Regions from separate parts of the Mus musculus genome. Here all the other regions are linked to region 1. A link is a contact called in public HiChIP or PLAC-seq data. All regions are on one chromosome and are shown on one strand. Each heading gives the region's core, a stretch centred on a gene start, on an enhancer-like site or on the middle of the called end of the contact. The rest is flanking DNA. Distances are from core to core; before and after follow the strand shown.

The links. HiChIP or PLAC-seq counts read pairs in DNA pulled down with a chosen protein or histone mark.
Region 2: a contact with region 1 is called in an H3K27ac HiChIP or PLAC-seq map of microglia, with 4 times the contacts expected there. The contact joins two enhancer-like sites.
Region 3: an H3K27ac HiChIP or PLAC-seq map of large pre-B cells shows a contact between it and region 1, with 4 times the contacts expected there. The contact joins two enhancer-like sites. A contact is called at or near these places in 6 of 39 promoter capture datasets (the C10 cell line, cranial neural crest, frontonasal cranial neural crest and 3 more), 3 of 15 datasets of contacts at CTCF or cohesin (CD8 T cells, the NIH/3T3 cell line and pro-B cells), 4 of 484 Hi-C or Micro-C datasets (bone marrow-derived macrophages, embryonic fibroblasts, embryonic stem cells and 1 more), 3 of 115 datasets of contacts at active chromatin or transcription factors (embryonic basal ganglia, large pre-B cells and stem cell-derived neural progenitor cells) and 1 of 9 other capture datasets (embryonic stem cells).

What each region holds. Positions count from the first base shown.
Region 1 is chr12:99,323,211-99,328,353 of GRCm38.p6, forward strand. The region is part of intron 3 of Foxn3 (forkhead box N3); the gene reads right to left. Gm46371 (a long non-coding RNA gene) reads right to left here. Exons shown (of 2, transcript XR_001780668.2): 1 at 1-5,143. Among named protein-coding and RNA genes, the nearest start is that of Gm46371, 4.9 kb to the right of the region's middle. Within about 2 kb of position 3,076, at least 40 of the 459 cell types and tissues checked have an H3K27ac peak or open chromatin away from gene starts, as enhancers often do. A contact at or near this core is called in microglia and pro-B cells, where this site is marked.
Region 2 is chr12:99,976,724-99,981,866 of GRCm38.p6, forward strand. All of the region lies in intron 2 of Kcnk13 (potassium channel, subfamily K, member 13), which reads left to right. Among named protein-coding and RNA genes, the nearest start is that of Kcnk13, 15 kb to the left of the region's middle. Within about 2 kb of position 3,003, at least 14 of the 459 cell types and tissues checked have an H3K27ac peak or open chromatin away from gene starts, as enhancers often do. A contact at or near this core is called in microglia, where this site is marked.
Region 3 is chr12:99,846,345-99,851,487 of GRCm38.p6, forward strand. The region is part of intron 5 of Efcab11 (EF-hand calcium binding domain 11); the gene reads right to left. Among named protein-coding and RNA genes, the nearest start is that of Efcab11, 35 kb to the right of the region's middle. Within about 2 kb of position 2,912, at least 8 of the 459 cell types and tissues checked have an H3K27ac peak or open chromatin away from gene starts, as enhancers often do. A contact at or near this core is called in pro-B cells, where this site is marked.

The sequences.
Region 1 (5,143 bases), core at 1,826-4,325:
AGAACACTGGCTAGTGACTTCAACAATGCCACCACTAGCTGGGCAGGGTGGTGCACGCCTTTAATCCCAGCACTCGGGAGGCAGAGGCAGGTGGATTTCTGAGTTCGAGGCCAGCCTGGTCTACAGAGTGAGTTCCAGGACAGCCAGGGCTACACAGAGAAACCCTGTCTCGAAAAACAAAACAAACAAACAAACAAAAAGTCACCACTGCCCTGTAGACCCTTAGTACTTGGAGGAACTCCAAAGAGACAGAAAAGCTAAACCTAATTCTTTGTTAAGCTGACGGAGATTTATACATCCATCCTCCTACATGGGGTCAGCACTTTGATTATCAATAGAAAACCTGGTTTAGTTATCATATATCCAAGGGACCCCCACAGAGAGTGGCTCACTGGAACTCCAGAAATATAGGACGGATACACACAGAAACACAGCTGCCAGCACAGCATGGAAGACTGTGGAAGAAGTCCACACCACAAGGAATTCTCAAATATCAAGTGACTGATACTACATCCCAATATGTAAGCACCATGGGAGAGTCTGGCCACAGCACTGCCAGCCACTTAAGAAGACAGGCAAGCATCATTCTCTATTCAGATATGTAGAGAAGGCAGAGACAGGTGAACTTCTGAGTTTCAGGCCAGTCTGGTCTACAGAGTGAGTTCCAGGACAGCCAAGGTACACAGAGAAACCCTGTCTCAAAAAAAAAAAAACAAAAACAAAAACAAAAACAAAAACAAAAAACAAAAAAACAACCAACCAACCAACCAACCAAAATAGATATGGAGAGAAAAACAAGGGGGCATGGGAATAAATAGCGTGAGACTGGATCTGGCAGGAAGAGAAGGAAGGAACCACAGGGCACCCCTACTCCAGACTTCATCTACACAAGCTCACGGAGACTGCCCAGTTGGTAACCCCACAAGACCTTACCATGCCTTATAGGAGAAGCAGCAAAACAGAAGAGAAGGAGATGCGCCGGGTGGTGGTGGCGCACACCTTTAATCCCAGCACTTGGGAGGCTGAAGCAGGTGGATCTCTGTAAGTTGGAGGCCATCCTGGTCTACAGAGCAAGTTCCAGGACAACCAAAGCTACACAGAGAAACACTGTCAGAGAAACGGCCGGGGGTGGGGGGAGGGGGAGTGGGGGGGGGGCCAGAGACAGAGAGACAGAGACACCCAGAAAGAGGGGGAGGGGAGGGAGGAGAGAAATAAGAGAAAAGAAGAAAAAGAGAAAAAGGTAATCCTCCAGCAGAGAGACCACACCAGAAACCACATCACTGTGGCAGGACTGAACATCGCCTTTCGCCATACACAGAGCAGGCTCAGCACTGGTAAAGGAACTGTTGGTGGGAGGCAGACTTCCCCAGCTAACCAGACTTCATATGCCCTCTAAAGAGCTGAGTTCTGTATTAATGTAATGGGGATTAAACAAATTAAACTGAGGATAAAACCCCAGGGCCTTTCCTTTTTTTTTCCTAAATAGAAAACCTAATAGGGTGCTCAATATACACACCTCAGAAGAACTGTGGGGTTTGCCAGGTGGTCCTCCACCAGTGTTACTCTGGCATCCTGGGCACACCAGCCACCACCCACTCCTCTTTTTGATCTTGGAGAGTGTAACTGGTATCTCACGGGTGGAGATTATGTATGCTTCTAAATGTCTAAAGAATCTCCAGTTCTGAATGCCAGCAGAGCTAACGTAGGAAAGACGAGAGTCGACCCAAGACCCCCACAGGCAAGCTAGGAGTTCCAAAGTCATTATCACGGCAGTCTCAATGTAACAAATGATGTCTGAAGCTCCTTAGCTCCCAGTAACCACTGGCAGAGCCAAAGGGGGCGCTTTGTATTGAGGAAGATCTGGGGGCTACGGAGGTTCTGGCAGGGTTGCTGGAAACACAGACCTGGTTGGTAGAGGGGGAGGGGGGTCAAAAGCAAAGAAGTGCTTGCAGTAAGAAAGTATCCAAAATCCTCAAGGCCGGCAGGTGACTCCAAGCTGTGGTAACTTTATGCACACAGAAACTGCTTTGTATTAAAGTCTCAAACATGTTACTCGGCTCAGAGAAAAGACACACATCCAACTTCCAGGAGCCTGTTGCCCCTGCCTACTTCTGTTCATCCAGTTATTTTGATTCTCAATCTCAAAGTAGGGCAAAAGCAGAGATGGATCTGCAGAGAAATCACTCTAAGTGACTCAGGCCCAGGAACCTGCCATCTCAGCTGCTATTTGCAAGAGTGCCTGCAGAGCTTATAAAAGGAAGAATAAACGGAGATTACGGCCATTTGTCTACTGGTTAGGGCAAAACATCACCCAAAGGATGGAGAAACTAAGAGAACCGCTACACAAACGGTTGCAATCATGACCGCTAGTGCAGATGAGACCATGGCTCAGCCTGACAAGCTGTGGAGATGTGGGCAGAGAATTCCAGCCTTAAGGCTGCCCCTGGATGCTGCGCTCTGGGGGTCCCTAGGAGGAAGGAACCTGTCTTGTTTGCATCCTCTTGTCTGGACCTGCACCCCTAAAGGGGTGGAACCAAAGGAAGGGATGGGTGCTAAAACGCAAAACAAAATCTTTGTGCCTTTTCCAGGGAGGGTGCTAAAACATACATAACATGAAGCTGCCATCTGAACTTTTTTTTTTTTAAGTGCAGCTAGGTGACGGTTGGGACATTCCTATTGTGTAATCAACTCTACCCCTATCTGTCTCCAGAGCATCATCCCAAACAGAAAATTACAGAGGAGATTTCTGTGACGGGCTTCCTTAGGCTGTTTAGCACAGTGTCTCCACGGCTCATCCACGTTGCGGCACGTCCTTTTTAAGGCTGACTAGTGCTTCCCCGTGCACATTCTGCCTGACCACCTACGGATGGCCTCTGGGTTGTTTGCACCAGCACTGATGTCGTTTAACAAGGTGTTAAGTGTACTTAGCCAGTGTGCTGAATGAAGGGGGAGAGAGAAGATAAAAGCCTCAGATTCTCTGGTCGACCTCTGCAAGTGATCATAACCCCCACAGGAGACTCAAGTGTTTTTCCATGTAAAGAGGAAGTGAATTAGACTGGTGTTCTCCAGAAACTTTTGGCTGTCTTCTGGAGTAAGAAATAGATGTTTCGTTCTGACTGACTTCACACAAGCACACAGACATAACTGAAACTCAAGGTGCACAAAACCCTGCCCTACGGTGAGCGAGCTCTCAACATCTGCTGCTGCCGACTCCATTATTTCTCGGAAAGAGAGAGAGTCCCAGGCACTAAACTGATCTCACCGCCACCACAGAGTGACAAATTACTTAAGACACGCTATTTTAGGTATTTGTTTTCTTCCAAACTGGTATCCCTTAGACTATGCTAATAACTAGGGTACCATCACTTTTTAAAGTATCAGTTTCGTAAAGTAGAGAACTCTCTAGTACTACAAAGAAACACCGTGAGTTGCACTCCCCCCAATTTTTGACCATGAAAAGAGTCACATAAAATCAAAAGGGGCATCCCAATGTCTACTGCAGGTGGTCCTACCAAGCCCTTTGGGGAGCTCTACACTGGGTCACGGAAAAGTCCTGTCAACTCCAGCAATTCTGTGATGTGGGACGAAAAATCTTAGCATGGGTTTTCCTTTGCAAGAAACAGAAATAAGCACAAACCGTAGGAGCTGCACCTCCCAAAAGATACACAGCACCCACTCCTATCCACAGTTGAAACACTAATCTGTTTCCTTTTAAGAACAAATTTCTATTCGGAACAAAATAAAATGGAGATTATCAGATCAAATAAAAACCCACTAAAGATTTAGGACACCGTGGCTGAAAAGTCCAGAAGCGAGGACCAGGGCAGCGACTGTTTGGAAAGGACACCAGAGCAGGTGGGAGAAAACAGTTGCAGGATGCAAACTTGGAATTATGATGAGAGATTTAAGATCTCACATGCAAAAAGGTGAGTACAGCTAATAACATCTATAAACTTAAGTCTGTTAAGTGTGTGTAGGCCTTAAGCTTTACACACACACACACACACACACACACACACACACACACACACACACACACACGGGAGGGGGAAACATTAATTAGCCTGATTGTGAGCATTATTTTACAATACACACTTACATACATGGAAAGGTTAGGTTTCAACCTTTAATATATATTTATCAAATTTACTTAAAAAAAAAAACTGGGAAGGAATAACAGCAAAAATCCAAAAGTAACTGAGAAGGAGCCAATGGCCTGCCACGTTAATTGCAGATAATTCTCTCGTTAGCAACACTTCTGCTGAGGTGACTGAAAAGAGCCTCGGACCTGTTGTGTTTTGTCCCCCAGGCAGCTGGCTTGATGTGGCATACACAAACCAAAAGGACTGTACGGTGCATCTCCTTTCAGACTCCAATTCTTGTCTTAGCAGACCTCCAACGTTAAGGCCTATTCTAACTGTTAGAAGCGAATCCATGGAAGCCAGGCAGCCATTCAGTTTTATAAGACAGTCACTGCTTGATCCTGAGTGTGCCACACTGTGCCTTAGATCATCTGATCAGTGTGTGTGTGTGTGTGTGTGTGTGTGTGTACGTACAATGTGGGCTCCTGCTTAGAGACACTTTCTTTTTGATGAGTGGTAGCAAAATACATTGCTTTACCCACAATGATTTTAAAAAAAAAATACTCAAATCCAAAAGTGGTTAGCCCTCGTCAATTTTCCATACATAAAGAACTACAAGAAAAATGTGTGAACATTTATTCTGCAGGATGAAGAAAACAAGATGGATTCCAATGGTGGCGTTCAAGAACAAGAAAGCCTTTGGATGCAGTGGACTTCGACTCTTTCTTTTACTAAAGTCAATATAAATAACTCTTAAATCATAAAAACCAAGTCATTTTGAGAAAATACAGTATGATCTGTCCTGACTCCACCTACACCTGCTTTTCCAGCTTTTCTAAACTGGAGGCGCCCTGCAACATGAGTGTACCCCACTCACTCCTCCCCGTCCCCTAGGGTCCTCCTTCACCACCTGCTCAAGTTGTCTTTTCCTTCTAGTCCCTTCCCAACATCCTTCAAGGCCCTCCTTCCAGTGGCCCTCCTCTTTCCAGTGGCCCCTATTTTGGCTATGCCTTGCCAGTTTCTACCTCGGTGTCACAGGCTCATCCTGCCTATGGAATACC
Region 2 (5,143 bases), core at 1,753-4,252, 650 kb after region 1:
TCAAAAGGTTTTAGAGGAGAAGAATTCGGCCTAGAGACTGTTTTATGATCTTGTCTGAAGATCTGCCTGGGACAGAGCAAGTTCTAGGTGAAGAAAAGTTTAAGCCTAGTCATGGCGGTACAGGCCCTTAATCCCAGCATTCAGGAGACACGGCCATGCAGATCTCTGAGTTCAAGGTCAGTCTACAGAGCAAGTTCCAGGACAGCTAAGCTTGGGCAGAAAAGAAGCTGAGAAGACTGGCTTCCAGGCAGCTAGGAGGAGGGTCTCAAAGCCCACCCCTAATGTGACACGCTTCCTCCAACAAGGCCATACCTCCTAATAGTGCCACTCCCTGGGCCAACCACACTCCATTGGAGAAAACAGGTTTTCCTCCTTTGTCTGCAGGTATCAATCACAAACAGATTCTTAGTTATAGGTGGGACTTTGTGTCCATTTATCCTGCCCAGTTCTGGGATTCTGTCTGATTTAAACCTGTGCGTGTCTTGTGCATGTTGTGACAGTCTCTGTGAGTTCTTATGTGTATCCGTCATGTTGTGTCTGAAAGACGCTGTTTCCTTAGAGTCATCCACCACTCTGGTTCTTAGACTCCTTCTACTTTCTCTTCAGCATAGATCCTGGAATCTTGGAAGGGTTTGCCAAAGACATTCCCTTTAGAACTGAGTGCTTCAACGTCTCTCAGTCCCTGTACATTGTCCAATTGTGTGTCTCTGACTTCATTCCCATCTTCTGCAAGAAGCATCTCTGATGAGGAATGAGTGAGGCACTGATCTGTGGATACAGCAACGTGTCTTTAGGAGGTACTGTATAGCTTTGTTTCTTTAGCAGAATAATAGTAGTAGATTTTCCCCCCTAGGACCATGGTTCTAGTCTTAGGTTCCTGGTCACTTTGGCATGTGTGTGTTCCATCTCAAGGAGTGTGCCTTAGATTTAAAACAAAACAAAACAAACAATTACCATCAGCCTGGTTGGTTACTTCCATAGCATTTGTACCATTATTACACAAGTATATCCTGTAGACACGTCTCTGTTGAGAGTTTATAGCTGGGGGACACTGAGAGTTACTTTCCTCCTTATGTAGTGTGAAAAGCACCTTTTAGTACATGAACATTAGTCAATAGGGGTGAAACTTCTAGTTGGGCACCAGCTAGATTTAATGGCTCCATGTTAATGGCTTAAATAATCGGTATGACCTCACCGTTAGGTGATTGAGAGTAGCCAGTAGCTGTGACAATAGTAACCTATGAGTTTGGGAGGGTCTAGGAGACCCCTTTAGCCACAGCTCAATAAGATGCAACCCATTCCCTGGAAGTTTTTACTTGGTGGTATAGGATGTCTCCCTTATTATATGGTGACTGCATTTAAATCCCTTTCATATATATATACATATATACATATATATATACATATATATATATACACCTTTCATTTATATATATACATATATATACATATCCTATATATATATCCATTTCATATATATATATCCCTTTCATTTCTATATATTCCATATATATGTATATATATTCCATATATATATGTAAAAGCTTATACAGAGTATGTTACCCTATGGCTTTCCAAAAGGCCTCCAATATTAGTTGTCCCTCCTTATCTCACCCCCGATGCCCCACTCTCCCACCTCCTTCCCCCTTGCTCCTCCTTACTCTAGCTTATCTTTATCTTTATCTTATACTCTCATTCCCTTCCTTTCTCCATCCTCCTCCCCGGTCCCTTCCAAACTCCCTAACCTCTGCAATTATTCAGACTGAAATACATGCATCTAAAGCTTAAAAGCTGCCACAGACCCTCTGGGCCCCTTTGTCTGCATGGAACGGGTCTCTAGTCGCAGGTGGGCAAAGCGTTAGATGAAATGACAGACAGATGTACACAGGAGAGGTTGTGTAGAATCTGAATGTAATTTGTCAAATTGAGCATCAAACTTTTTATACAGAAGAAAATAGGGAAGTTAGGTGACACATTGGCAAGGTACAGATGAGGTTACCTGATGCTTAATGACTCTTACACAAAACAGAGGAATGTAAACACAAAGACTGGCAGGAACTGGGCAATAAAATAACTGAGACAAAGTCAGCCCTATCTAAGGTCAGCTATAGTCTTAGGAGCCAGGTGTGAGGTCTTTACACTCCTAGGGCAAGGGCTTTCACTCCCAAGTCATGGTTCTAATTAGGGAGTTCCGCTCTAGCTAACCATCTCATGAATAATGCATTACTCTAAAACCACAGCCCCATCTACTTCCTAAACCATTGTAAATTCCTGTATATGGGAGCGACTTGGCTTTTATTCTAAGTGATAGTGTAATAGCAGAGGCAATTCTGAATGTCACTGAACAGGCAACATTCTTCCTGAATTCTAAGCCCATGGTCAGCTCAAGGACTTTCTAGGACATTGGAACACTGGTGAAGGCTTAGCTATGTCAGAATTCAATCTTAAAAGGCACTTATAATAAGATAATACTAAAAGAGAGCACTGGATCCATACACTAGACTAACGTGGTATTAGGGTATGAGTATATGGGTTAATGAGAACGCCAGAACTCCAGAAGGTGAGCTTCCATGAAACTCTCTGCCTCGTGAGTGGCTTTTAGGCTTCACAGCCTATCAAGCTGACTCGACCAGAGTGAGTGGCAAAAAGCTAAAATCCACCTCAAAGAGAAAGCATGCAATACTTGTCTTTGGGACTGGGTTATCTCATCCAGGATGATTGTTCTGAGCTCCATCCATTTACCTGCCAACTTTATCGTTTCATTTTTCTCCATAGCTGAGCGATATTCCAATGTATAAATGTATCACATTTTTGTTCTAGGTTGTTTCCCGTTTCTGGCCATGATGAATAGGGCAGCAATGAGTGTGGATAAGCAAGTATCTCTGTAATAAGAGGTAGAGTCCTTTGGGTATATATCCAAGAGTCATATAGCTGGACCTCTCTCGTGGTAGATCTATTTTCAGCTTGTTGAGGAAGTGCTACTCTGGTTTCCGTAGTAGATGTGCAAGTTTTTGTGATCCCTAACAGTGACTATGTGATGACTTCATTCTTTCCAGCACTTGCTGTCACTTGTTATACTGATCTGAACTATTCTGATGAGGTGAGATGGAATCTCAAAGTAGTTTTAATTTGCATTTCCTTGATGACTAAGGATGTCGAACATTTTAAAAGTACTTCTCAGCCATTTGATGTCTCATCTTTTAAGAATTCTATTTAGTTCTATATCACATCTTTTAATTGGGTTGATGTCTTAGCCAGGGTTTCTATTCCTGCACAAACATCATGACCAAGGAGCAAGTTGGGGAGCAAGGGTTTATTCATCTTACACTTCCATGTTGCTGTTCATCAAAAGGAAGTCAGGGCTGGAACTCAAGCAGGTCAGGAAGCAGGAGCTAGTGCAGAGACCATGAAGGTATGGTTGCTTACTTACTGGCTTGCTTTCTCTGCCTTGCTCAGCTTGCTTTCTTACAGAACCCAAGACTAACCAGCCCAGGGATGGCACCACCCATAATAGGCCCTCCCCCCTTGATCACCAACTGAGAAAATGCTCCACAGCTGGATCTCATGGAGGCATTTCCCCAATGGAAGTTCCTTTCTCTGTGATAACCCCAGCCTGTGTCAAGTTGGCACACAAAACCAGCCAGTATAGTTGTTTTCTTGATGTTCTGGAGTTGTTGTTTTTTTCCCCCAGTTCTTTATATATTCTAGTTAATAGCCCTCTCTCAGTTGTACAACTAGTAAAACATTTTTCCACTGGGTTGGTTGCTGCGTTATTCAAATGGTGATGTCCTTTGTGGTGCAGAGGATTTATAGCATCGTGGGGTCCTGTTTATTAATTGTTGGTTTTAATGTCTGTGCTCTCAATGTCCTTTCCAGAAAATTCTTTCCTGTGGCAATGAGCTCAGGCCTATTCCCCGTGTTCTCATCTATCAGATACAGGGTATCTGGTCTTACATTGAGGTCCTTTACTTATCTGAACTTGAGTTTGGTGATGTATAATAGATATGGATCTATTTTTGTCCTTCTACATACACCTATCCACTTTGACCAGTACCATTTGTTGAAGATACTGTCTTTTTTTTCCCCCCAGTGTTTATCTTTGGCTTCTTTGTTAGAAATCAAGTGTCCATAAGTGTGTAGAATTATGTCTGGCTCCTTGCTCCTGTTCCATTGATCAGTGGTGTCTGTTTTATGCCAATATCATGCTGTTTTTATTATAATAGCTCTTTAATGCACCTTGAAATCTGGGATGGGGATACCTTTAGCAACTTGTATTATTCAGGAATTATTCACAGTTGTTTTGACTATCTTGAGTTTTTGTTTTCTATAAAGTTGAAGTTTTTAAAAAAGTTTTATTAATCATTGTGTTGGAATTTCTATGGTGAGTGTGTTGAATCTGTAGATTTCTTTGGGTAGGATGGCCATTTTCACTCTAGTAAATACCAATTCACAGGCAAGAGCAATCTTTTCATCTTCTGGTGTCTTCTTTAATTTCTTTCTTCAATGTCTTAAGTTTTTTTTGTGTGTGGGGGTTGTTGTTTGTTTTGTTTTGTTTTAACTATACAAGTCTTTCACTCGCTTGGTTAGAGTTATCTCAAGATATTTTTTATTCAGTCTATTGTAAAAGCCACTGTTTTCCTGGTTTATTTCTCAGCAGGTGAGTTAGTTGTATGAAGCAAGGCTACCAATTTTTGTTTTAATTCTGCTACTTGGCTAAAGTGTTTATCAGCTGTAGAAGTTTCCTGGTGGAGTCTTTAGGATGTTTTTATGTATAAAATCATATCATCTACAAATAAGGATACTTTGACTTCTTCCTTTTCTGTGTGAATCTCCTTGATATCCCTCAGTTGTCCTACTGTGTTAGCTAAGGTTTCAAGTACTATATTGATAGGTATGGGGAGAATGGATATTCTTGTCTTGTTCCTGGCTTTAGAAGAAATGCGTTGAATCTCTCTGTATTTAAAATGTTGGCAGTGAGCTTGCAGAGCATTGCCTTCATTGTGTTGGGGTGTGTCTCTTGTATCCCTGTTCTCTTCAGAACCGTTACAATGAAAGGATGCTAGATTTTGTCAAAGGCCTATTCTGTGTCTAATGAGATGACTATTGTTTTTTTCCTGCAGTTTGTTTATGTGGTAGACAGACA
Region 3 (5,143 bases), core at 1,662-4,161, 520 kb after region 1:
AGCCACATATGTAGCTGAGGAGCTGGGGACAGTGGCCATCACACTTGCTGCAGTGACATCTCAAAACCGAGTCCAGGACTGGACAGCTGTCACACTCAACCATTTCGCCTTGAGACCAGTCTTTGTTACAGCGACAGAGCACATCTGTATTCATACTTTGGAGGCTTATGAATATCTTCAGTATGCGGAGAGAATAAAAGCCTGCCATGCCAGGCTCCATGACAAATAACCCCAGCAGAGCAGCTCTGACTTAAAAAACCTAGATGAAGCATGGCAGGACCCCTTCCTGCGGAAATGAAGAGAGTCCTACTGAAAAGGCTAGGTGACGTGAGGGAAGACAGGCCAGAGGGAGAGCTTGGACTAGAACCCAAGTCATTTGACCCCTGGCTAGGGCCTTGACTGAGCTCTAGGACCCAGCCATGGCACCAGAGTCCCACTTACAGAGTAAAGCGAGCAAGCACACGACAACAAAGTATAATAAAGCCGCCGTTCTCTGCAGATGCCGTTCATTTCAAATGCAACCAATGGTAGTAAAAACTGAGCAGCGAGCCGTGTGGAGCGTGGTGATAAATATCCTACCATGCCTGTCCATGCTAAGCACACATTCTAATGCTGGAAAGAATGCGAGTACACAAATAACTGGGTAAACGCACAAAGATGAAGATGTTCATGGAGGATCAGTAGGTTAAAGCAGACCGTCGAGACAATTTCCTTGGGAGGGGACGGGAAACATCTGGGCAGAGTAGAGGGTAAAACCAGCGTTCAAGACAGGAAATACCTTACTCACTGGGCCTTAAAGGATGGGTAGTGCTTGTATCACGGTGGTTTTTTAGCATGAAGAAAAATATATACAGAATCCGAAGCTCCTAAATGTGAAAGAGATTAAGCTCTCATTCCTATCAAATCGTATATCTTTGATGCTAGGAAGTGAGTTAGTGAAGTAAAGAAATCTAATAAGAGACTCTATTACGACCCTGTGTGATGGGGCCATCGCTCTTCTCTGCGCATTTACTCATCCAGTTCCTGAACTTTATTTAATTCCTGTGTGTGTCACTAGTTCTAAACTTCATACTGGCAGAATGACTGTACCTCAAGCAGAAGGAAATGATTTACGTCAGTGGGGCCTCAAGTAGCGGTAAAAATGACTAGCATAAAACTATTTATGTACATAGATTTTATATTTTTCAATTCTGATTAATATATAATAATAATAATATATATATATATACATATATACATACACATATATGTATATATCTATATACACACACATGTATATATATGTGGTATGGCATGGTATTTCACGAATCTACCTGTTTGGGCAGAACACACAAATCTAGCTAGTGACCTCTGCCTATGTATGGCTATGAATAATGAGAAATGACTTCAAGTCTTTTTATATTTTCCTATACAGAAGCAAACAAATAGTTAAAGATGAACAACCACACTCACCAGAGTAGACACCGACTATAAGAACTCTGATCTTATGAAGGTCACATGACTATACTCAAGTCACACTCCAATATACAAAGTAAAGGCAGGAAAATAACTGTACCAGACAGAGATGGTTCAAGAAAATTATACATAACATTGTTTGCTCAAGGGCATGGGGGCAGCCAAAGAACACAGCGAGGGATAAGACTTCAAGAGTTGCAAATGATCTGAAGAACACAAGGTCTGTCCTTTAGGTCCATCGATGCTGAAAGACTCCTCACCCAGGAAAACAGAAGAGTCTGTTGGCTCGTTTACCCCAGCTCAAGACAACCTTTCCATCTATTACAGCTGTGACATGAGCCATATATATATTTTTTTTGCCAAGTATATACATCACCCCTTTTAAAATTGCATTCCTACACTCCAACCTCCTACCAACACTCAGACATTGATCACGTATTATTTAATAAGTCATGATGTTCTTATTTTCAACCAATCTTTAATACCTCTCAAAAGAGGGACTAAGTACTTTGAACTTCCTCCAAGTAATATGAAGAAGAAGGTTCTTACATGAGAGATATTCCTTATAACTTGATGTCTCCATACACTGCCGGAGGGCACAAGGTGGCTCAGTGTTTCCGCTGTTGACTGCTCTGTAGCAATCCAGCTCTGCACTCAGGAGCCTGGTTAAGGCTCTGGCCGTTGGCATGGGCACTTTCTGTTTAAAACCTGGGAAGCAGAGTAGGTTTGTCAGAGCTCTTTGCCAGTGCTCAGGTGGTGGGAATGTAGAAATACCAGTGCTCACGATAAGATGGAGACAGGCCCAAACGGGGTGAAATAAACATATATACATGCAAGGAAAGATGTCCACTCCCTGATGATAGCTGAGGCTAAACCATAAACTAACTCACCCAGCCCCAGTAAAGCAGAGAGGCAGTCAAGAGATTAATTCATGAAAATTACATGCAAGAAGAGAAGACAGAAAGCCACATGTGGCCATCAGGGTCTGCTCTTAAGTTTACAGAACTCCCTCCTAGTTTGTGAGAAATAAGCCACGAAGAAAGCTATAAATGAGCATTTTTACTGTCACTGGGTGATTCAAATTAGTGACAAATGGACCAGCAATCATTTATTAACCACAGTGCAGAAGGCAACTTGCTAGTGAGCAAAGACGGTGGGAGATTTGTCCATAAACTCAAGGAGCTTGAAGTATGTTATGGGGATAATCATAAACACTGCATTTTTGTTCGGCACAAAACTGATTAATGGATAACAATAAATCCTATCCAAGTTTAAAGAAACGAGACTCATCTGTTCAATGCAGGAATAAGCAGGGTCGACTAGCAGTACTAGAGAAGAGAGTTCAAATCTGGACAGCAGGGCAAGGCCGTGCTAGGCCAGGAAAGCAATGCAGTGAGAGCGCACATCACACAGTCGACAGCACAAACGTCAAGCCAAGGGAGACAGGCGTTCAAGACAAGCCTGAGAAGGAACCAGATGTTAGAAAGGAAGCCAGATGTTGGAGGGCCAGGTTAAAGAGTTCTAACTGTTCTCAGTCGACTCACAAAAGATTTTTTTTGAACATAAAAAGACAACACTATGAAGTTTGCAATAGGTTCCATTAGTGTTAAAGAGGAAACATGATGCTTGTTCTGATCACTACGTGGGGGAAGTCAAGAAAAAGAGTTGACTAAACTTCTGAATGCAGCAGTATCTTGCTTATAGCCTCAGTCAGTGCCTTCCATACACAAGCTCACTAAGCATGGCTACAAATCTAAGGTGAAAGTTCTGAGTTTCAAATACTGAAAGCGCTCTCTCTCTCGCTCGCTCTCGCTCTCTCTCTCCTCTCTCTCTCGCTCACTCACTCTCTCGCTTTCTTTCCTCTTTCCTCATTTTTTTGTTTTGAAACAGGGTTTCATGTGGTTCAGGCGGGGCTAGAACTTATCTGGCTGAGTCAGGCCTCGAACTCTTGAGCCTCCTGTGTTGCTCATCTCTCAAAAGCTGATATTATGGGTGAGTGACACCATATTCTGCCTAGTAATAAAGTCTCCAAAATTATTGTTTCCCCGATAAAGCAATTGCATCTCTACAATGAGATTGAAAACACACATAAATGGCATAGAGGAGATATTATAAAGCAAGAATACAGCAAAGTAACGAAAGGACAGGAAGTATCAGTTGGTATAGCTCAACAAAGAAACAGAAGGCAAAGCCACAAGCAAATCAGACAAGGAAAGCCACAATGGCCAGGTCACACATGGCCAGGTCACACATGGCCAGGTCACACATGGCCAGGTCACACATGGCCAGGTCACACATGGCCAGGTCACACATGGCCAGGTCACACATGGAGACAGACATTACAGGAAACATACTAGAAAGCATGGTGAGACGATTTCACAACTCTAACTCCTGTTCCAGGGAATCTAATGCCCTCTTTTGGCCTCCATAGGCAACTACACTTACATGCACAAACCCTCACACAAACGCACATGCCTACAAATAATTTAATATCAAAAAAAAAACTTTAAAAAGGACTTTCAACATAAACAAACCAGAATTTCATAGAAAAAAAAGTTGACTAAGAAATTTTAGCATTGACTCATTATATAATTTTATTCAAGTACAATGTTCCAACTGCTGAACATAAAAGGTAATTGGAAACATGGTTTTTGCGATTCTTAGAAGCAAACGTATAGAACATGAGTCAGAGACGAGCTTTGAATTCACCTAACTGTAGGACTAACAAGACAGTAAAGGAAGAGGCAATGGCTACAGAGCAGCCAGAACACGAATTTTAGAAATAAATACATATATTGAAAACCAAATTGCTTTCAGTTATAATATAACCACTAAAAACATCAACAAAATGGCCAACTATTCACCAGTATTATAAAAATATCTTATTTTGTTCCTGTGGCATTCTGAACTAATTATGAACATGCCGACATTCTTATCAAGTTGGAAGGTAAACTATCTCTGCTGCATCGGGTCTCAGAGGGTTTTGGCTTTGCTCTTTGTGTACTTGGTCTTATAACTGATTCTCTGTGAGTCTGACTTGGTTTATACACTGAGAACGTAACTAGGGTGGTCACCTCTGAAGCTGACTACTTTTGCTCTCTAGACATTTCTCTGGAAGAACCTGGCAGTCATTAGATTGAAAGATCCAGTTTCCCCCTAGACCCTCAAGACACAAGGAACTCTTGTCCTGCTGGAATTCCTCCATCTTCTCTGGCCTCTTGAAAAGCAAGCCTAGCCCTGGACACCTCACAGCAGCGCACGTCATCACAGCAGCGTACGTCATCATGAAGAGCCCCAGCAGTGCTTTTTTATTTTCCTGTGACTGAAAAACACTCATACCACCAGCACAGGGACGCTGACTGTGTGTCAGATAGCTCTACTTTGGCTTATTTCAATCTGCACAAAGAGGAAGTATTTTTCTTTCTCTTTTGAGTTCAATAATTGTTTATGTTTATATTCTTTTCTTTCTAGTTTATAGAGTATGATGTTAATATAATATACTAATTTTGAAAAGATTTCCTCTTTCTGTATATGTGCACCTGTGTTCAGGTTCCCTTGGAAGCCAAGAGAGCGTCAGACGGAATGGAAGTCACAGGAATGGAGTCACCCAGTGTGTGTGCTGTCTCTGCAAAGACAGCAGATTATCTTAACTGCTGAGCCTTTCTCCAGCCCAATACAATGGATTTAA